Regions from separate parts of the Rattus norvegicus genome. Here regions 2, 3 and 4 are each linked to region 1. A link is a contact called in public Hi-C data. All regions are on one chromosome and are shown on one strand. The core of a region is the stretch at or near the end of the contact, and the rest is flanking DNA. Distances in the headings are between cores, read along the strand shown.

What was found. A called contact is a pair of places that touch in the nucleus more often than the background predicts.
Region 2: a contact with region 1 is called in a Hi-C map of the A7r5 cell line, with 4 times the contacts expected there. The contact joins the enhancer-like site here to the promoter of Klf6 in region 1. A contact is called at or near these places in 2 of 12 Hi-C or Micro-C datasets (the A7r5 cell line and mammary epithelial cells) and 1 of 1 datasets of contacts at active chromatin or transcription factors (oligodendrocytes).
Region 3: a contact with region 1 is called in a Hi-C map of the A7r5 cell line, with 8 times the contacts expected there. The contact joins the enhancer-like site here to the promoter of Klf6 in region 1. A contact is called at or near these places in 2 of 12 Hi-C or Micro-C datasets (the A7r5 cell line and Schwann cells) and 1 of 1 datasets of contacts at active chromatin or transcription factors (oligodendrocytes).
Region 4: a contact with region 1 is called in a Hi-C map of Schwann cells, with 13 times the contacts expected there. The contact joins the enhancer-like site here to the promoter of Klf6 in region 1. A contact is called at or near these places in 4 of 12 Hi-C or Micro-C datasets (the A7r5 cell line, the Rat2 cell line, Schwann cells and 1 more) and 1 of 1 datasets of contacts at active chromatin or transcription factors (oligodendrocytes).

What each region holds. Positions count from the first base shown.
Region 1 is chr17:69,456,971-69,459,751 of GRCr8, reverse strand. Klf6 (KLF transcription factor 6) reads left to right here and starts at 1,274. Exons shown (of 4, transcript NM_031642.5): 1 at 1,274-1,619. The coding sequence starts at 1,416.
Region 2 is chr17:70,096,172-70,098,871 of GRCr8, reverse strand. No RefSeq gene overlaps it. Among named protein-coding and RNA genes, the nearest start is that of Akr1e2, 550 kb to the left of the region's middle. Within about 2 kb of position 1,256, at least 11 of the 93 cell types and tissues checked have an H3K27ac peak or open chromatin away from gene starts, as enhancers often do. A contact at or near this core is called in the A7r5 cell line, where this site is marked.
Region 3 is chr17:69,995,249-69,997,948 of GRCr8, reverse strand. No RefSeq gene overlaps it. Among named protein-coding and RNA genes, the nearest start is that of Klf6, 540 kb to the right of the region's middle. Within about 2 kb of position 1,383, at least 16 of the 93 cell types and tissues checked have an H3K27ac peak or open chromatin away from gene starts, as enhancers often do. A contact at or near this core is called in the A7r5 cell line and Schwann cells, where this site is marked.
Region 4 is chr17:68,821,496-68,824,195 of GRCr8, reverse strand. No RefSeq gene overlaps it. Among named protein-coding and RNA genes, the nearest start is that of Pitrm1, 85 kb to the right of the region's middle. Within about 2 kb of position 1,360, at least 22 of the 93 cell types and tissues checked have an H3K27ac peak or open chromatin away from gene starts, as enhancers often do. A contact at or near this core is called in Schwann cells, where this site is marked.

The sequences.
Region 1 (2,781 bases), core at 25-2,524:
GTTCATTAAATATTATTTTCGAAGTTATTATAATTGGAATTTTATTCAAAACTTTTAGCTGCTCTTTCCTCCTTTTTTTTTTTTTTTTGGTTTTTCCTTTTAAATGAATATCATGGTGTGCTTTGGGAGACAATTCATATGAAAAACAATTCAAATTGTTTACGCGACAATGGGAAAGCCTGTTAACCTTCGTGAGACATCTTGGAGACTGCCTTCTAAAAGATAAACACATTTCTACCCCATTAGCAGCAGAATCTGCATCTTCTTTGAATTAAAACTGTGTGCATCAAGTAAAGGGATTTTTTTTTAAGCTGTAAGTGTCCAGCTCTCCAAGTCGGGGTGGCGGTGGCGCCGGGTCAGCGATGCGATCTTGATCTTAAAAGCTGCACTTCCAACTTAGAGTAGGTAAAATTCATTCCTGAGAACTGAGTGTATCTGACACACAGGTCAGGTAGGGCGCTTTTGAGATGCTCTGGCTTTTCCCCCTCCGCCTGCGTAGGAAGTGGGGGTATTTTAGTTTCAGGCTCCTGTCATCCTCCACCCCAGGGATCCAGACAGAAACTACCACACAGTGACTCTAGAGCACCAAGTCCCCCTGCTGTTCGGTCATTTGGTCCCATTGCCACACGGGGACATAAGGGCATGTTTGCTCCTACCCCGGGGCACCTCTGCATCTCTGAGTACGGAGGGGACTCGGGACAAAGAGAGAAATCGGGGGATCAAGGAGAATGGAGGGCCAGGGAAGGATCCGGGAACACGGGCCACTATCGGGAGGAATGAGGGGGATTGGGCATATGTCTGCTCCCTTGATTTGCTGGGTACCGGTCCGGGTGACCGGATCAGAAGGTGCAACCGAGCAGCCGGGCGGCGGGGACAGGTGCCCGGTTGCCCCGGCCAGGTTCCCCTAGCTCCGGCCGCTCCGGCCGCACTTCTACAACGTTAGGCTGTGCACCTCCCAGCGCCGACTCCTTCGGCGCGCCGTAGCCCTCGCCTTATATACCCTGCTAAAAATAGCCTGCGAGACGTCTTTCCAATCAGCGCAGGCCGAGTTCGAATTGCACCAATAGGAAGGCCTTTAATGGAGAGGCTCGGTCACGCCAGGCGGGGCCGCTGTGTGACCGCACCGGCGATTGGTGCGAGCTGACATCATCGTCGCGCAGCCCCCGGGACAGGAGCGGCAGGATTGGGTACCGTGGGGGGCGGAGCTCCAAGCTGGTCACGTGGGGGGAGGAGGAGTGGGGGGAGCCAAGCGGGGGAGGAGGGGGGAGGCTGGCAGCGGAGCTTTGAATAGGGAAGTTTTGCAGGGGTTACGCTTGCAGTCAGTCCGCTGTTTGCAAATATTGCGTGGGCTCGGCGCGCTGCGGGCTGCGGGAGGGTCCGGACCCGGCGTCCGATTGCAGCGCCATCCAGTTTGCATGAAACTTTCACCTGCGCTCCCGGGAACAGTTTCTGCTCCGACTCCTGATCGTTCACCTCCCTGTTTTCCCGACAGCGGGGACTGTCTTTTCCAACCCGACATGGATGTGCTCCCAATGTGTAGCATCTTCCAGGAACTACAGATTGTGCACGAAACGGGCTACTTCTCGGCTCTGCCGTCCCTGGAGGAATATTGGCAACAGGTAAATACGGATTTTTTTTTTTTTTCACCTGCCCGGTGCGCCGAGGAGGGAGTTGCGCGGAGGAGCAGGCAAGATGGTGTGTACTTGGAAGTGCATCTTTTTTAATGATGATTAGCATTTGCCTAATTTAAAATAAAATAAAATAATGATCTTAAGATGTCCTTCTGCTGCTTGGAATGGTGAAGGCACTGTAGAGCGAGCCTTCGGGAGCGAGGAGTAGAGTTGTCATTTGTGTGGAGGCGAGCTCTCCTTCCCAGTACGTTTTTATTTCTTCGTTTTTGTTTCATTTTTGCTAATTCCGAGCTTCCGAGCAGCATACACCTGAGGGGGGGACCCCAGATTCCTCTGGCCGATCCAGACCTGAACCATTGGCACAACTTTGGGGCTTGTACCAGTTCCAAACTCCACAGCTGGACCCTGTCATATGAACGAGCTTGCCTTGACTGCCAAAAGATTTGATTTAAGGATTTTGGTTTTGTTTTGATATTTGTACATCCAATTTTTTAAAAAAGTCTTAAGATATTGCTCGCGGAACGCAGCGGTTCTTTTTGAACTCAAGGCCATTTACAGTTTCTTTTTCTTCTGGATAATGTCTTAGCATTCACGTATGTCTGCCTTGTTTTTCTTACCTGCTTTTCTTGTTGACTGCGCGGCGGGTGTGTGTGTGTGGGGGTGCTGTTTGCACACAAGTGACTTGTCAGTCATATGACAATGAGTCCATTCCTAGTTGCTTCGGTTCTTACTTTGGGCAAGAAAAATCTCCAATTCCGGCATTTAAGTGGAACTAGAATTTGGGGCAACGGAAATAAAAGAAACACCCCTTCCCCCTTCTAAGTCTTAGGATTCTGTGAGTGGCAAAAATATATATATTCTCAAACACTTTTACCATTGTCTTTAAAACCATGATGATTCCGTGACCATCTCTCTACCCTTCTGGGCTGGCTTTTTTTTTTTCCTCCAAGTGAATTAGCAGATGAAATATATTCCGTGGGTTTCACAACCTCCCAGGCTTTAAAACGCAGGGAAAGCGAAGTGTTGGCTGAAACCTCCACATGCCGGCTTAATTGTTCACAATCCTCTCTGCCTTTCTCTCCCCCTCCCCATTTTTCCTCCTCAAAGAAGCTGCTCCCTGGGACGTGATTGAAATTGATCTTAGTAGTTT
Region 2 (2,700 bases), core at 7-2,506, 640 kb before region 1:
CTTTTGTGGCTGTTTATTTAAGAGGAAATATCAACTTTCCAATTTACTCTCCACAAGTGCTTGCCATAGCTCCCTGCTGGACTGGAAAGACACCATCTGTTTTTATAAGAGGGATGGAGATACGGAAAGGCTGAGAAATGTCTCAGAAGAACTCTGTGTCCTTGAGGCTTTGCCTAGAGATGAATATCCCCTTAAGTTAGTGAGTGTGGGTTTTAAACTGTGGCTAAACCAAGTCCAGTGAGCAGACACATGGATCTCCCTGAGAAATAGTCATAGAATTTGACATATATGCAAATTACACTGAAAAGTAATCCAAATAGTCAAGTGGTGAGTAACACTAACAGAGCAGGCATAGGTTGAAGTCCGCAGTCATTTTAAAAAAGAGAATATTCTGTCTGAATTTGTTTTTCTCCTCTTCCAATGCCAAAATTAACTTTTTTGTCTACATAGCTTTCTGTTGTTGCCAGCATATAATATCTTGTGATCAAGACCAAATCATACTTGACTGTTATACCAGGATGTTGAATGGAATATTTTCCCTGCGTACTAATTAAAACTATTGCAGTTTTCAACCAAGAATGTACTTACTGACAGTCAGTTGACTTATAAATCCTTAGTTAGAAATTAAATTGAAAAACTAAATTAAACACACAGAGGTCAGCACATATAAACCAAGAATACATACATGCATATTTCACACATATAAATGAATAACACCATACACTTACAAGCAAACACATACATATTAAAACATATACATACTTGCATAAACACACACACACTCACACACACACACACACACACACAAATTAGGGGTAAGACCTCCTTCCAGGACAAATTTGTCCCCCACACTTTCACACTTGTACATGCAATGTCTGCTACTTTTATTTTTCCCATTCTCCAGTGATATGAACTTTGGGTTGCAAACACAAGGGCAAACTCTGGTCCCATCTCCTGAGACATTTTACATATTTGATGATGTGGACCTCTTGACACCAGCCATGACTTTCTAATGCAATACTGAAAGTGTTCAGTAGTAATATTGGCAAATGTAACTGAACATTTCTAGAGGAGCTGAGAGTAACTAGGTACTCCCCCAGGGGAGATAAATATGAGGCTGTCCTTGGCTTTGACTTCACCAACATCTTATCAAATGCTCTGTTGTAGCAACAGCCTCCCTTCTGTTTTCTCCTGCTGCTCACCTAGAAGATGACTCAATTGCAGACCAAGATATCAGTGATAAGATGACAACACTCCAAACAGCCCGTGTGTAAAGTCTCAGAGCGCTGCTCCAATTGGGTCTTTCATATCTAAGCTACAGATGAGCTAATGGATTCCTAAAAATACTCCTTGGCATGATTCATCCGCTTCCAATGAGCTCTGGGGAATGTTTTCCATAGAAGTGGAAAGGCCCAGCCCCCAGCGGGGTGTCTACTCCTCTTTTGAGTCTTCAAACTGATCTCAGCAGCATACTATGATATATTTTCTATAGTTCCTGGCTCTCGACCTGGATAACAACTTATTCATTGAAATAGAAACCTCCGTAGCAGTTTCAACTATGCTTCCCCTGCCCGTTTCTGAAATAGAATAGACCAGTGCCAAGAGTGCTTAGGAGCGTAAGGAGTACATGTCATTTGGTGTGTGCTTCCTTACAAGTGTGAGAGGGAAAGGAAACCCCACACCCTGAATAAACAGTATCCCTGTGCTTTGAACTAAAAAATAAACCCACTGTTCTTAAAGTCTCCATTTTTTTTTTAGCTAAAAGCGAAGCATACGTTAGCCTTGGGAAAGAGCAGAGAAAGAGACCAAGAACAGAGAAGACTAGTGGTGGAACATTCAAGCTGTCCTATATCCTTCCATATTGACTAAGATGTTTAAATCCTCAAGTGGGCAGAGTTGCCCTGGTCCTTTCGCTGCTGAGCTCTGAGTCATCTGGATTTGCTTAGCTGACATTTAATAAGGCTTATACTTCTACTATCTCCAAGAATAGACACACTTCATTAATGAACCCTGGAAGAAAAGAGAAACAAAAACCATTTTTCCTCCTGTTCCTCTTCCTTCTGTTCCTCCATCCCTTCTTTATTAAAGTGTGTGTGTGTGTGAGTGTGTGTGTGTGTGTGTGTGCGTGCGTGTGTGTGTGTGTGTGTGAATTTTGTGTCACAGACATACATGCATATGTACAGGCATATGCTCTTGTGTATGTGTAAAGTCCAGAAGAAATTATTAAGTGTCCTGTTCTGTCACCCCAAGTCTTATTCTCTTCAGAGACAGAATCTTCCACTGAATGTGGAGCCAGGCTCACAGCAAGCTAGCCCCGGCAATCCTCTTATGCCTTCCTTTCAAGCACTGAGCTTTCAGGCATGTGTAGCCACTTACAGGCTTATACCTGGATGCTGCAGATTTCTATTCAAATCCTCATGCTTGTACAGCATAGACACATACACACCGAGCCACCTACTGACCTCTTGAAACCATATTGTAACAGTGGGGCTTTAGGCATACACACTCATGGTGGTGCGACATGGGTGAGACAGGTCTTTCCTAACACTCCTGAAATTATACAGCTTGGGAGATGGCTGGCCATAGATGATCACTGTAGATGCCTTGTATGGCATTTCAAAACATAGAGAATGTAAACATGCATGGTCAGACAAATACATGTGGGACCCAAGAAATAATAGGACTAAATCTTGTACTGTT
Region 3 (2,700 bases), core at 134-2,633, 540 kb before region 1:
TTTCCTCTGAGAAAATTAAACCAGTAGAATATTTGCTCTTCTGAGATCAGGGAGATCCTCTGGATAAAAGCCAAAGTTTAAGATTGTTCTTAGGATGGAAAGCGAAAGTCAAGAATTGAGACTATGACTCTCTGTCACACTCAGCCCTCATCCACATTGTGATGTTTTCTGGTCTCACAATCCTATCCCTAACATTAAAAGCCTGTTTCCTGTTTTAAACAAATAACTATGACGCAGGGGGTTGGGGGGAGGTGTTAATGAAATCATTGAACTTTCAGGAGGCCAGATAGGATATTTCCTTTTCTTGCCGAGCTGTCTGTAGTCTCAGTTTCCCTTATTTAAATGATAAAGACACTGTCTGTTCTCACATGTGAACAAAAATATCTGATGCATACATTGTTTGGCTTTTGTGTACATCACAGAATAAATAACAGCAAATAGAGAGCTGTGATGCCTGACTGGACTCTGAAGGCCCTCGAATTTCACTCACTGGGTATTTCCCTAGTGATGGGGATCAGTTGACAAAGAATTGTGATCACTTCCTATGAATGATGCCTTTCCCTCAATTGTATACACACCACCATTGGTAGTATTATATGTCAATCATCTTGTATCTACCTCAAGTATTCAAATCAGTCTGAACAGTGAAGGCTGGGTGGCTGCGACTGCTCTCCAACTCTGTCGTCTCATTTCCCCAATCATCACCAAAGGACCAAGAGAGAGGAAGGTTTGGGAGGAGACAGGAAGACAGAGAGACAGAGAGACAAAGGGGGGTAGGATTCAAGCTTTTAACTTCAGACATGATTTCTTTTTTCCTCACAAACACCCAATTCTTACTACCATTTAATATAGCAAAAAAAAATTTTTTTCAAAAAATAGTCATGTTTCAGGTGAGCCAAAGTTCTTCATAGGTCTGGAAGAACACATCCTGGTGGGAAATGACTGTATATTGTGTTCTTTTGAAAGGCTTGTTGACAAAAACAGATGGTGCAGGTGTCTGCTTGCAGTCACAGTTGTAGTGACCTTCCTGTAGTTAAAACAAACAGGCAAACACAGTATCTCATCTCCTGGCTCCCATTAAAAGTCTAACTTTTTGCCGTGGAAACAAACTGTTTTACAATTTTAATAGAAAAGAAGGAATCACAAGCATATAAAAGAAGGAAAGACACACACACACACACAGAGACAGAGAGAGACAGAGACAGAGAGACAGAGAGACAGCGAGTCAGAGAGAGACAGAGGCTCAACAGCTATCAGATAAATAAACAGCACAAAGACTCCTGTGGTTGTCGAGCTCAGATGCTGAAGAAAAGACTTCAGCAACACATGTCTGGCTGCTGAGACAGAGGGACTGGAACAAATCCAGGGAGACCACATCTGGGAGTGCCAGTGTGTGAATGCAGCTTAGCTGGCCTCCCACACAACAGGAATTCCACCAGAAGTATGTGCTCTGGGTGGAAGAGAGCAAAAATGTGTTCAGAATATCACTAAGGAAACCCAGATGCATTATCTCTGCCAGAGTTCAGAAGACAGTGGAGGCCATAAATGCCTCCCGGACTAAAGCAGACAGTATACTTTAATGACACGGGTGAAGCTGGGAATAGGAAAGAAGGAACTAGAAATACCTCAGTGTACTAAGAAGAATGAGAGGCTTTAAAGCATCAGGACATGTTTCCGGCGCTTTCAAGAAAATAATAATGTCTGTGGCATTTTGCAGGCAAAGAATGATCAAATTAAAGACATTTTTGTCCTCGTGCTCCAGGTTGTGGCTATCGTAAGTTCACCTTTAAAATATCAAGGCAGTTGTTCCTCCTGTTTTTGCTTCTCTATAACAGGTTGTTTTCATAACCAACAGAAAATTTTCAGAATACATTTTGGTCCAAAAAATATATCTGATCTTACCATTATGAAAGTCTGTTTTTGGCCTCCAAATGTACCTTGTAAGAAGACACATGTTTAGACTATCATGTGTGTGTGTGTGTTTGCAGAGCTTTGATTTTTAAAATGTGACTCAGTAACTTAGATCTGCTTCCAGCAAAATGACTGTGGTAGTTTGAATATGCTTGGCCCGAGGCAGGGGGCACTATTGGGAGGTGTGGCCTTGTGGGAGGAGGTACGTCACTTTGGGCATGGACTTTATAACCCTTCTCCTGACTATGTGGGAGTCAGTCGTCTCCTACTGGCCTGTAGATAAAGATGTAGAACTCTCAATTCCTCCTACACCGTGCCTGCCTAGACACTGCCATGCTCCTGTCTTGATGATAATGGACTAAACCTCCAAACCTGTAAACCAGCCCCAATTAAATATTGTCCTTGTAAGACTTGCCTTGGTCATGGTGCCTGTTTACAGTAGTAAAACTCTAAGACAATGACTTACATAATTGTACAGAGTTCTTCAGGAATTGGGTATGTATATGTGCATGCATGTGTGTGTGTGTGTGTGTGTGTGTGTGTGTGTGTGTGTGTGTGTGTGTGTGCGCGCACGCGTGCGCGCACATTTGGGCGGTGCACTCACATGCACCCTTTGCTTACTTTCCTTTCTCATTAGACGCTGCCCTTTTTGAAATAGAGTTTCTTACTGAAACTGGAGTTTATCCTCTGGTCTAGGCTAGCTTGACCAGTGAACTCTCTAAGGAGTGGAGTTACAGACTTGTATCTTTGCATTGGTGGTGGGGATGGGCCTAACATGCACATATCAAG
Region 4 (2,700 bases), core at 111-2,610, 640 kb after region 1:
CTCCCTTGATGAAAAGTGAAAACTTGCGTGATAAGCAGTCCCACACTGAACTCACAAGGGCATCTAGTTCTACCCTGCCAGCATCCTGAGGAAGAGTGAGATGAACATTGTCTTCATTAGGGTTTTACTGCTCTAAACAGACACCATGACCAAGGCAACTCTTTTTTTTTTTTTTTTTTTTTTTTGGTTCTTTTTTTCGGAGCTGGGGACCGAACCCAGGGCCTTGCACTTCCTAGGTAAGCGCTCTACCACTGAGCTAAATCCCCAGCCCCCCAAGGCAACTCTTATAAGGACAACATTTAATTGGGCCTGGCTTCCAGGTTCAGAAGTTCAGTCCATTATCCTCAAGGAGGGAACATGGCAGCATTCAGGCAGGCATGGTCCAGGAGGAGCTGAGAGTTCTACATCTTCATCTGAAGGCTGCTAGCAGAAGACTGACTTCCAGACAGCTTAAGGTCTTAAGCCCACTCCCACAGTGACATACCTACTCCAACAGAGCCACACCTTCTAATAGTGCCACTCCCTGGGCTGAGCATACACAAACCATCACAGACATTGAGGGCAAAGGGTTATAAGTCAAGTCAGCGAGATATTTGAGAATGTATAGCTCAAAGGTCTATGTGTGGGGTATATATTTTCTGTTTACATTCCAAGTGGTTGCCTAGATTTTGACTGGACTCTGTCATTGTCCTCAATGTTCACCTTCACACATTCCCCTCCTGGATTACTAAGTAAGGGAACATCAGTTCTTGCCGTGAATCACAGTCACTCATAAGCAACTGGGATTTTGTACCAACTTCTTGAGACCCGCAAGAAGCCCAACTGCACTTGTGTTGATTTGTGTAATGGCATTGGTGTCTGGGATCTAGGAAGTCACGGAGTGTGCCAACTCGGGCTTTGAACATGACTATACCCCATATAATAATTGCATATATGCATTTCAAAACTGGAAGAGAATGCTACAAGTCGAGTATTTGCTATTCCAAAGCTCACCCTGCTTTTTATCATACACTGACGTTGACCGTTAATGAAGAGGGAGAAAACTCCTTCGGCATCTAAAGACAGTATTTACTGCAGCCTCCCACGAGGGAATTATCGGCCACACTGCCACCTGCTGGAAGACTCAGACGAAAGCTTCCTTCCACCCTTGGAAAAACCCCTGGGGAGAGAGCCGGAGAGAGGAAGGTCACCTGCGATGAGTTTTCCCAGCAAGACTATAACTTGAGACTCATTGTTCAAACCAGCTTTGCCCAATCCATTCAGGATGCAGAGTCCCCTCCCAGGAGCTCTTTCTGCTCAGTGGAGGCTGAAAACTGATGGGCAGTCAGCCAGGAAGTGCCTGGAACTTTGGCTCAAAGCTGAGATTCAGAGCCTGCCTTGGACTGTGACGAGTGAAGCAAAGGACGTCGCTCATGCTCATACATGCCTATGCCTGGGTTGTTCCTCTCAGGGGCACTCCGGTACACCCCAGCGATGCGGTCCCTCTCCTCCTCCATTTCCTGAACCTTCCTCCTCTTCCTTCCCTCTTCTTGTTATTTTATCTCATCTTTCTTCACCTCACCACAGTGTGCAACACACACACACACACACAGCATTATCACCACACACATGGGTACACACACAGTCACACACCATACTGACGAGTGTGTTCGCAGGTGTGCCAGCACGCCTCCCAGGGAGAGCCTTGAGGTCATCGGCGTACTATGCAGCATTTACCGCTCTCATAAATACCTGGAATATTAAATGATGGATGTGTACAATACCTGTGCACTACCTATTTGTAGCTCACTAATTGTCTACTTTATGTGACTGCTAATGCTTGCTGGATATGCAGTAAATTGGCATAATCACAGAGGTGGATGTGTTCTCAGCCCTTGGAATCCTAATATGCCTGATTTCAGTCAGCATGCATAAATGTGGAGTATTCAGGGTCTCCGACGTGATGGGGAGTTTATGGAGGCTGGATTGCCTCTAGAAACACCCAAGACAAGGAAACACGGCATGATATGATTGTCATGGTAACAAGGGTATTCCAAATGAAAATCACTACAGTGCATCACTAATTTAGGGCTCCACTAACCACCAAATAATACCTCTCTTAAGAATGCTGAGCTGAGGTTCCTGGTGACACGGGGTCCTCTAGCAAATGCCACACCACAGAGGAGAAGTACAGGGAAAAATTCCCCCACATACTGTGCAGGGTGACTGTGGATACCCCAGGGTGGGACTCCGATCACACCTACTCATCAGGGTTCATTTAGGGAAGCTCTTAGTAGATTGCCACTGCGACGTAGAGTAGTCGTTTTCCAAACCTGGGGATTATGTTCAGACATCGGCTCAAATCCTGTTGGCCCTTGCGTCTAGTCCAAGAGGGATCGTTATTTCTGCATGTGGATCAACCCGCATAATGGTATAAGACGTACGGGCATGAAAGGCACTTATTAGAGACAGAGCTAGGAGTCGGCAGTCATAAGAAGCCTGATCCTGTCTGCTTTCCCTCCCTGGCTGCTCATTGCATAAGCGAGGAAGCAGCCTCCACGTTCTCTGGCCACACTGCCATGTGCCTCGAGCTCTCTCGTTGTCATTTTATTTTGACTGGCTCAAAGAAGAGCCTCGTTGTGAAACCTAACTCCGGCCTCCGCAACGACAGGGCTAAATTAAAAGGAGAGCATTGGTCTGCTCTCCTTTTCTTTAGGGGAT